2 separate regions of the Capra hircus genome follow, and region 2 is linked to region 1. A link is a contact called in public Hi-C data. All regions are on one chromosome and are shown on one strand. The core of a region is the stretch at or near the end of the contact, and the rest is flanking DNA. Distances in the headings are between cores, read along the strand shown. Region 1 overlaps LOC102183842 (ATP-binding cassette sub-family A member 17). Region 2 holds the start of ATP6V0C (V-type proton ATPase 16 kDa proteolipid subunit).

The links. Hi-C and Micro-C count contacts between places; a contact is called where the count stands out from the background.
Region 2: a contact with region 1 is called in a Hi-C map of blood, with 4 times the contacts expected there. The contact joins the promoter of ATP6V0C here to the enhancer-like site in region 1. A contact is called at or near these places in 2 of 5 Hi-C or Micro-C datasets (both in blood).

What each region holds. Positions count from the first base shown.
Region 1 is chr25:1,816,394-1,821,068 of ARS1.2, reverse strand. LOC102183842 (ATP-binding cassette sub-family A member 17) reads right to left here. Exons shown (of 30, transcript XM_018040917.1): 18 at 4,645-4,675; 19 at 3,310-3,583; 20 at 2,941-3,145; 21 at 2,179-2,398. Among named protein-coding and RNA genes, the nearest start is that of CCNF, 26 kb to the left of the region's middle. Within about 2 kb of position 2,863, at least 1 of the 5 cell types and tissues checked has an H3K27ac peak or open chromatin away from gene starts, as enhancers often do.
Region 2 is chr25:1,907,200-1,911,874 of ARS1.2, reverse strand. ATP6V0C (V-type proton ATPase 16 kDa proteolipid subunit) reads right to left here and starts at 2,187. Exons shown (of 3, transcript XM_018040321.1): 1 at 1,926-2,187. The coding sequence starts at 2,004.

The DNA.
Region 1 (4,675 bases), core at 1,614-4,113:
TTTTATCTTATATTGAAAAGTGAAGAAATAACAAACAAGGTTATAAATAACCTTTGGTATATTTAAAATATTTTAAATGTTTACAACAAATAAACACAACTGCTCTGCAAAATAACCATGCTACTCATAAGCAAATTAATCTGTAAGAGGGTGAACTCGGTGTGCTGCATGGGAACGGACCTGCATTGGGGCTGTGCCTACAGCCCTCTCCCATCCGCAGGCTGCTTGGTGCTAACCCCAAGCCACTCCACGTGCCACCAGCTGCCACCCTGCACAAACCACAACACATCTCCACCAACAAGGAGGTGGGATTAGAGCGTCCATTTCGGAAAGCTCTAATGGCTTCATGACTGGCTACACCACCCGCTCCAAATCAGGGGGTTCTGCAAGGAAGACAGCCTGGGGACACGTGACTTTCTTCAGACTCCCTGAAGAGAGGCTGAACAGACTCTTCATCTGAAAACAGGCTCTACTCTCAGGGCTTGGATTTAGAGTAGTACAGCTTTGGGGGATCAATTTATGAAATTCCTGTCAGTGGATGCCACTGCGATGTACAGGGAGTTGAACTTGGATGTGAGGTCTCCAGACCAACATTTCCTGGACCAGGACCCAGTAACTGAGCAGCAGAGCCATGGGGTCCACCTGTGGGGATGGAAGCACCATTTGGGGGCGTAGCTCGAAAGTCGTGGCTCCACATTGCGGCTGAGGCATCAGGGTCATGGCTCTGGTGATCAGACAGTTGCACCTGCGGATACCAGGCCCCAGTGGGTAGTTGCAGAGGGGAAGAGGCACAGTGGCTCATGTCCTCTTCTCATATAGAAGTCTAAATGTGGAAATCTACCCTGGAGACTGAAGTAGAGGGGAGCAGGGAAACTGCCCCAACTCAGCTCTGTGGCTCCTGGGTGGGACAGAGACAGACTTAACCACAAGGCAGTCTTGAGAGCCCTGCCTGGAGTGAACAGTCAGCCACAGAGGCTCCCAGACCTTCCTGGGTCAGTGACCATCTTCCGACGCCCAGGAGAGGAGTGCTCGACAATCCCACATGTGGTCACAGGGACAGGTATTCACAGCTCCTGCTTACTCACCTGCCTGCCTTCCTTCCTTCTCTGCTGGTCCTGCTCTAGCACTGGCTGAGGACGGAGGAGAGGCCACAAAGCACCCTACCTATTCGCCCGACTGAGGACTCTCCTCTGCTGACCCCGGGGTGGGATGCGCCCTCTGCTGGCTCTTGTGCTCTCTTCCTCCTTCGCTTCGCTCCTGCACGTTGTTGGCCGAGATCCCTGACTACCTTTCCAAGAAAGTGGGCTATGGGTTTGACCGCTGTTGCCCAGCTGAAGTAGTCTTTGCTCTGTCCCCCCATCTGCATGACGACAGAATTCAGTACAGAAACCTCTGTCTTTCAGGAAGTGTTTGGGTCTCTCTTCATTCAGTGTTGGACATTTGATAAATCCTTTCAGTCTTGAAGTCTGCTTTTTTCACTGGGAAATTTTGTTTCTTGGGTAGTTTCCTCAACCTGATTTCCTGTTTTCTCTTTCTGGAAGGCTTAGTGATTGAATACAAAGAGCATCTCCCGCATTTACCGTCACCTTACCTGCCTTTTCTCTCAACTTCTCTATTTCTCTTAACTTTTTGTTCTACTTTCTGGAAAATTCATTGTCTTTATTTTCCAACCCCTCTGCTAAATTCTTGTTTTGGCAATCAGATCTTTCTTGTTTCCAAAGTTTTTCTTCTTCATGGAATTCTACAGAAGTCTCTTATTACCTTCTCTCAAACTGAGGAGTAGTCTGTTTCATTGAAGTGCGTGATCACCAGTGGATAGTTTGATGATTCTGACAAGTATTTTTGCCCATGTAGTCAACATCTCAATCACAATACGGCTGTCCCCATCACTCCAGGTCCCCTCTGGTCTCTGTGCAGTGGACGCCCAGCCCCGAGCTCAGGGCTGCGTCGTCCAGGCAGCACCCAGTGTGCTGTCTGTCCGCACTGCGGCCTGTGCTGAGTGTCTGTCCCCTGGGGGGTGCATGTCTGCAACACTGACGGTTTGGGGCTCTTCCAATGACCACTGCTGAGAAGAGCCTCATGCAGGCCCCTACAGACATATGCTCTCACAGGCACGACTTGTGTGGCTGCCAGAGGGAGGGTTAAAGCTGTGTGATGTGTAGACCTGATGGGCCTCACCTTTTTCACTTGTGACCGAGACAAGAACAAAGGGGCCAATGCTCAGAAAGGTCAGCATGATGATGAGTTTGACACAGGCATTCCCCGCATTGTCAAAGCAGAAGCTGGTCAGGTAGATGAAGGGGATGATGGCCCAGGCATAGAGCATCAGCATCAAGAAGACAGCTGGGACATTCTCCTCGTGTGTAAAAGCCTCCTCATCATAGTATAGAAACACCACCTGGGGAAAGTGGGGCAGAATTTGGAAAAGTCACTAAGACTCAGGCCTAAGCATGAGAGAAAGGATATAATAATCTCAACTTATTCTTCTAAGGTAAACAAGGTGTTGGCAGGACTCCAGCAGCACCGCCCCTCCCTCACTCCTCTGGCCGTGCAGGGGACACCAGTGCAGTGAGAGGAGGAGCACAGAAGCAGAACCAGGGAGGACGTGCTCCAGGCTGCACCCCTCAGGGCCCTGGTAGGCTACTTCTGGAACTTAAACATCTGTCCCCAGGGCACTGTCTTACCAGCCTGAGGCAGCAACTCTGGGGAAGTCACCACCTAGAGGCCCCAGAGCAGGGCCCCTGCTCCTAACGACACTGGGACAGGAACCGCCTTTCACTGAGGGTCAGCGAGGAAGCTGCATTCACAGCCATGTGGCCCATCAGGGGCGGAGCTGCCAGCTTAGACTTCTGGTTGGGTCCCGGTTCTTTGCAGGGGCCCCAAGGTCAGTCCCCTGGACACACGGGGTTGGGGGGAGGGGCCCCTCACAATGCAGCTCACCAGCAGCAGCAGGCTGGGGACAAGGAAGGACAGGAGGTCCCACAGCAGAGATGAGAGCCAGAACGTAGCCACGTGGACGCCGCTGATGAACTGGATCTGCTTGGCCTTGAGGCCTCTCTCTTTGACTGTCAAGATGGAAAAGGAACTCGAAAGGAAAGCCATTCCAAAAAGCAAGTTGATGACAAGATAATGTCCTTTAGGGCCCCTGTCAAAGGCAGGATATAAAGAGAGAGGCAGTCATTTAAGTAGAACCGGTCAAAGCAACCATATTCCAAAATAACAATTTGTAATTAAAACAAAGAGACAAAAAGGGAGAAAGCTGGCGGTAAAGGGAGCAGCTTAGCGAGGAGGAAGGAAAGCTGTCCATACTCATACAAGATGTCCTCCGCGATCTCCATGCTCGACTGAGGCTGAGGGTGGTTCAGTACCGTTATGGATGCCCTGGGCCCAGAAAGCAACTTGAACAGGATGTTATCCACCAACGCCAGCACCTGGGCCGTGGAATGGTACGCCTGGTTATTGAACAGTGCTGTCACGATGGTGTGGTTCCCCACGTCATCAAAAGAAATGGCTACCAGGTAGTTCTGGTCAAAGACCTCAGGCTCCTCCTCCAACTTTTTCAGGAGGAATGGTTCCACTGGGCCTGGAAGAAAACAGACCACTGAGCGGGTCGCACCAGGCCTCGAGAGGCAGGGAGGACAGCGGCTCCTCCTGAATGTCTCTCTCCTCACCAAGCCTCACACATATCCCCAGTGGGGTCCTCCCATCGTGGCAGTACCCTGACTTCCAGTCATCCACTTGGCCTGCAGGGCTGCCTCCTGCCTGAGCCCCTCAGGCCTGGGGCCTCAAGAAAAGTTTTCCTTTCCTTGACTGGAGCAGCAGTGAAGTCTTGTCCAGGCATCTTTCAGGCTTCCCTGCTGTGCAGCCCCCAGTCACACCACAGGCTTTGAACTCAGGCACGCCCTCTGACCCTCTGAGGCTGAGCTATGTCTATGTGACCATCACGGACTGTTCCTCTGTACTACTGCTTATCCACAAGACCTCTGGGCTAGGAGCTCTCTGAGAGCTGTTCATCACCACACTTCTAGCACACAGGCTGATTGACCAAGAACCCTGGAATTTTTAAGCTGGAATGATCACTGTACTGGTGGCTGAGGGTTACTGAGTGCCAGTGTTGCAGTGCGAAGCACCTTTGATGGGCACTCCCCTGGACCCTCCGGTGACAGTGTGAGGAAACCAAGGTTGGGAGAGGCAAGGCACTACAATCCCAACCATTTCTGCAGCTGATCTCTTGTACTTTACTAAAAATGAATCCTTAAAATTTTCATTTTAAATTAAAATAACACGTCAATATAATTTTAAAAATCAAATAATTATACAAAACTTACAATGAGAGATGACAGTGCCATGGCCTTCCACAGCACTATCCCTGGCCCCTGCTCACCGGGGCAACCATGCTGAAGTCTTTCAGTCTGGGTCTCTCAGGATCAATAAATAGTCCATTTCTCCACTGACAGCCTATCTCGGAAGCAAGGACTTGGCTCTCTTAGAGGACTATCCCCACCTTTTACGGCCTTCCCTAGAAGGGCCTTCTAGCCACACACTCTGACTTCAGAGAGCATCACGTAGCCTAGAAGCACATGGCTTCACTGCAGGGAGCAATGGGCCTGCTTCCTGCCCCGTTTTCCTGGGCCTGGTACTTACTTTGCAGCTCCAGAGGATTCTGGTCCTCAGC
Region 2 (4,675 bases), core at 938-3,437, 91 kb before region 1:
AACTGGACAAGTATAAAAATTTGGCTACTGTACGGCCACAGCAAGCAGCCTACGGGGAGGGGAGAAGGATGGAGCTGTGTACAAGCCAACCAGAGCAGGTGGCCCCCAATCCCCAGGAGCCTGGACCAGTGACACCCTATTCTCAGTAACTTTCAAAGGCCTGCTGGTGAGGGCTCCGCTCAAAGGCACCAAGTAAGTTCTAGAAAGAGCGGGAAGTGAGGCACCTGGTGACTGGAAGGCGGCCAGGAGCTGGATACAGAAAAAAGCTTGGGGGAAAACAAAGCCAGAATTCACATTCCATGTGGGCAAGGTTCTTGTCTTGCTCACTGATGTCCCCAAGTGTCTGGCACTCAGGAGTTCAACTGAGATTGGCTGAATGGCCAATGACAGACACAATCAACAACCCACAAGTGGCCAGGCACCGGCCCTGGAGGTATTCCGGAAGCAAACATCAAAAGAGACTGGAGAAAAAGGAGGCACAGACAGCTGTCCCCCACAAGGAGCGGGCACAGGCAGCTCTGGAAGATGTGGAAATAGAGGCGGCACCTAGGGTGGAAGGGGAAGTACAGGCATTTCTCCCACCACAAATGACCCCTAACTCGCACATGATGGGAAGGGCAGGGCCCACTCAGTGGCTTGTGACCTGCAGCAGGCAGGCCCGGGCAAAGGGAGGTCCCCACACCCCCACCCCACTGGTGTTTACAGTCAGCAGACACTGTTTGGAGCTCAATCCCTGCACATACCTGCACAAGCCGCCTCTCCAGTCCCAGATAGGGTGGGGCAGGGCGAGTCATCAAAGCCCCAAGCCAGACGAACCCAAGGAAGCCTGGACTAGACCAGGCCAAACCAGTTGGTGGGGCTGTAGGGGGGTCAGGACTCATTTCTGAGTCCCACATCCCTGGCTGGGCCCAAGTGCTCATCTCCCAGAAAGGCCAATTTCCACTGAATTTTACACCCAAGACTGTTAAGACCCCACTTCAAAACTAGAGTGTCATCTAGAACACTGGAAGGCCCCCTTCTCCATTCCTGGGGCAGCCCCTCCCAATTCCAGGCCTCAGCAAAGGGGAGAAAGGTCATTCATTCATTCAGACCTGAAATGAAGACTCCTCCCAAGGAAGAAAGCTCAATCACCTCAACGCTGAGGCTCCTCGCTAACTCGCCCACCCAGACAAGCGTCCACACACAGTGCAGAGGCTGGCCTGTTTCCTGGACATCCACCCTGCGCCCTCAGCCTGTCTGACCCACCTCCACCTCTAGACTCCACTCCCACCTCTGAGTTCCTGCCCTGCTCTCAAGACCAACCTCTCAACCCAGCTTTTCCTACCAACCCACACAGCCTAGTGTTGGGAAACACCGACAAACCCTAACTGGAAGCACCTGTTTAAGTGCAGACCCACCTGAACGCCCCCCACCCCCGCTGCCCCATGGAGGCGGGGGGCAGGCCGCCACAAGGGCGAGGGCCGTGGACCTCGGCGGGGAGCACCCAAAGGCCGGCCCCTTGTGGGGGTAGCTTTCCGAGGCGTGATGTCACACCTGCCAGCAGGATGGGGGGGGCGGGTGCGGAGCAAGCGCAGGACCGCGGGCCCCCACCCCGGTCTGCCCCCGCCTCTCCGGGGACTAAGATGGCAGCGACGACGCCGCCCCTCCCCCGCACCGAAGAGACCGGCTGGCAGGGGGCCGTCCGGGACCCCCTGGGACCCACATCTGGGCCCAGTCCGCGGGCCCCACTCTCCAGACACCCAACGGCCCCTACAGCCCTCAGGGTCCCGATAACACCACCCCCCCGCAGTCACGTGAGACCCGGGACCCCCCCCCAACAGCTCGAAATTACGTCAAAATGACGTCACACGCCGAACCCCGGGGAGCAACAGGCACGAGCCCCGCGGGTCCCCCGTCTCCCGGGTCCCTCCTGCCACGGCGCTCACCGCTGAAGACCATGGCGGCTGAGGCACCCATGACCGCGAAAAAGGAAGCGTACTCGGGGCCGCTCTTGGCCTCGGACATGTCTGCGGGTGGGGAGGGGGGGCGAGTTCAGCGGACCGAGGCCGGGGCGAGGTCGGGCCGGGCGCGGCGAGCGGCGGGCTGCGCGAGGCGAGCTGTCCGGAGGCTGCGAAGGCGACCCGGCCCGTCAGCCGCTGCGCTCTAAATACCAGCACCGCAGGACAAAATGGCGGCCGCGGGCGCGTCACATGACCGGGGCCCCGCCCCTGCGGCCCGCACCACTCCGCACGGGCGGGGGGAGCCGCGGCGGGGACGCCGGGCGCCCCGCCCCGCCGGCCTGCACCCCAGCGCACCGCCTCGCGCCGGCCGCCGCGGGCGCCCCTGGGACCTCGCTGCGGTGGGCCCGTCCGGTCGCAGGGCCGGGGCGGGGCGGGGCGCGCCTGGATTAGCATACGGGGCGGGGCTCGCGGCGCCCCGCCTTCTCTGCGGCTGCGCCGCTCCGCGGGGTTTCGGTTCCGAGCGTCGCGTTCCTCTACGGTCTCCGAGTGGAGCCGGGCCGCGGGGTTCTAACGGTCCAGACCGCAGGGACTCAGGACTGCGGTCTACCCTCGACGTCCTCACACCCTCCGGGGTGACCTGAGGGCGGAGCCGGAGTTCTGTGTCCCGAGGCACCAACCACCCCCGTCCCCTGTCGACCACGTCTCCAGTCTCTTCCAAACCCGTCCAGCAATTTGGGATTTCTCCCGTGGCGTCCGAGAAAAAGGAGGCCCCTACTCTGTATCTGTGTCCTCTTTTGCATCAAACCTAGACTGCTGTTTTGGAGGGGTTGTCTCTACCCCTCAGCTTGTAGGCGCGGTTGGTTTGAAACCCTGCACGACCTGTGAAGTCGTCCCCGGATAGCTGTATCGTCTGGGGTCCCTTGTCCTGCCTGTTCCCACAGCAAGCCCACGAATCCAGGGCTGCCCTTGTTTCTGGAACAGCAGTAAGTGGTTCCCTCTGAGCCTAGCAGACCGTCTGGCCTGGGGCTGGGACTGCCCTGATAATCTCATATGGGTATACTGGTACCCCGACTGGCTGCCTTATCGCTGCCCACCAGCTCTGGTTCCCTCTGCCCTTTCATCTGGCCCATTTCAGGAGCCCTGGGTGACTGCCATCTGATCCTGGGTCTCCCTTGAGCCCCACCCCTTGCCCTGACATTAAAGCGCTCTTCATGAACAGCCAGAGCTATAGCAGTCATCAGCCTTCTCCACGTGGGCATTGGAGTCACTGCCTCTGGCCTGGCCTTCCCACTGGACCCATCTTCCACACCAGGAACCTGCCTCATAGTCTCTTCTCCACCGTGAGGCTGACTCTGCACCACCTCCAGCACCAAACTTGCAACCCTTGAGTGCCATCTCTCTCCTGTTTCCAAAGAGAGGAGGCTGCCATTCAGCCTGAGCCCTCCCCACCGCCCTCCACCGCCTGACTCTGACTTCTGGAAAGAAATCTTCACTTGGTGTCTCCAGCTCCTCCCCAGCCCGCTGCCCTGGCAGGTTGCTGGTGACCAAGCTGACCGTTTGTCAGGCTCTCTGAAGGGGCCTGTCTGCTGTCTCAGCCTGCTGCCCACCTCCCCACCCCTCCACTCTCTCTAGCTCACCCCCACCTACCCTGCTGCCCATGGCCTTCCTCGGGTCACAAGGAGAAGCAAAGACGGGCCCAGGCGCTGAAGCCTCAGCGTCACCGTAGGTTCTGGGTGTTTCCAGGGCTCCGCCTGCTGTGTCCTGGGTGATCACCCATACATTTCCACACTTGAAGCCATCCGGACAAGTACATGCCTGAATGCCTGCCCCAGGCCCAGCCCCCATAACTCAGGAACTTAGGGTCCACAGCCTGGGGAGCCCAGAGCAGGGAGCTGGCACAGCTGGGTGGGAGGGAGGCTGCATGCTGGGGCAGAATTCGGACTAAGGAAAGGAGGTGCAGGACAGCCCCTCGGACAACTGTACAGCCAAAAGCACGGTGGTGGCAGAGCGAGAAAACCCCTCTATGGCTGAAGTCCCGAGACCAGGAGTTCAGGGAGACTGTTCCCTCCACGGGCGTGGAGGGCAGCTCAGCTCTGCTCACTGTCTTCTGGTTTTCTGCCCAAGTTCTGGTATGAGAGGTCCCAGTGGATCTCCAGTGGGCCACTGACACCTCAAACTGAGCTCACCTCCCCCAACTTCACCAGTGGCTTCCCCTTGGGTTATTTCCATTTCCAGCAAGAGGCACAACCAACCATACAGGCAGCTGCCTCACCAGCAGCCTTCGAGTCACGGCTCACTCTTCATTACTCACCAGGCCCTGAGGTTCTGTGGCTTCCCAGCTCTCGGCTGTCCCCCACCCCAGTGCCGCCACCCCTCAAGCGGGCCTTCACCTCTGCCCTGGGTATCTTCACAGCCTTTCAACTGGCCACCTGCCCAGTCTTCCCCACCCTGTCTCAGAGGATCTTCCTAAATGGTACATGGGACAAGTCTCTTGGGAATCCTTCACCATCCCCCTAAGTATTGGGGGAGGGGGCGCGTTACCTAATCCTCATAATAATCCTTTGAGGAAGGTTTCACCGTTACTGTCATCAGGTGGACAAGGAAGCAGGTCTAGGAAGGTGAAGCACCTTGCCTAGTGTCAGCTGGCTAGTGAGGAGCAGAATTGAAACTCAAGCCCCACTGGTTGAGCGTGGCCCGTGCAGCTCTCTACACCGCCTGCTTCCTGCCTGAGAGGT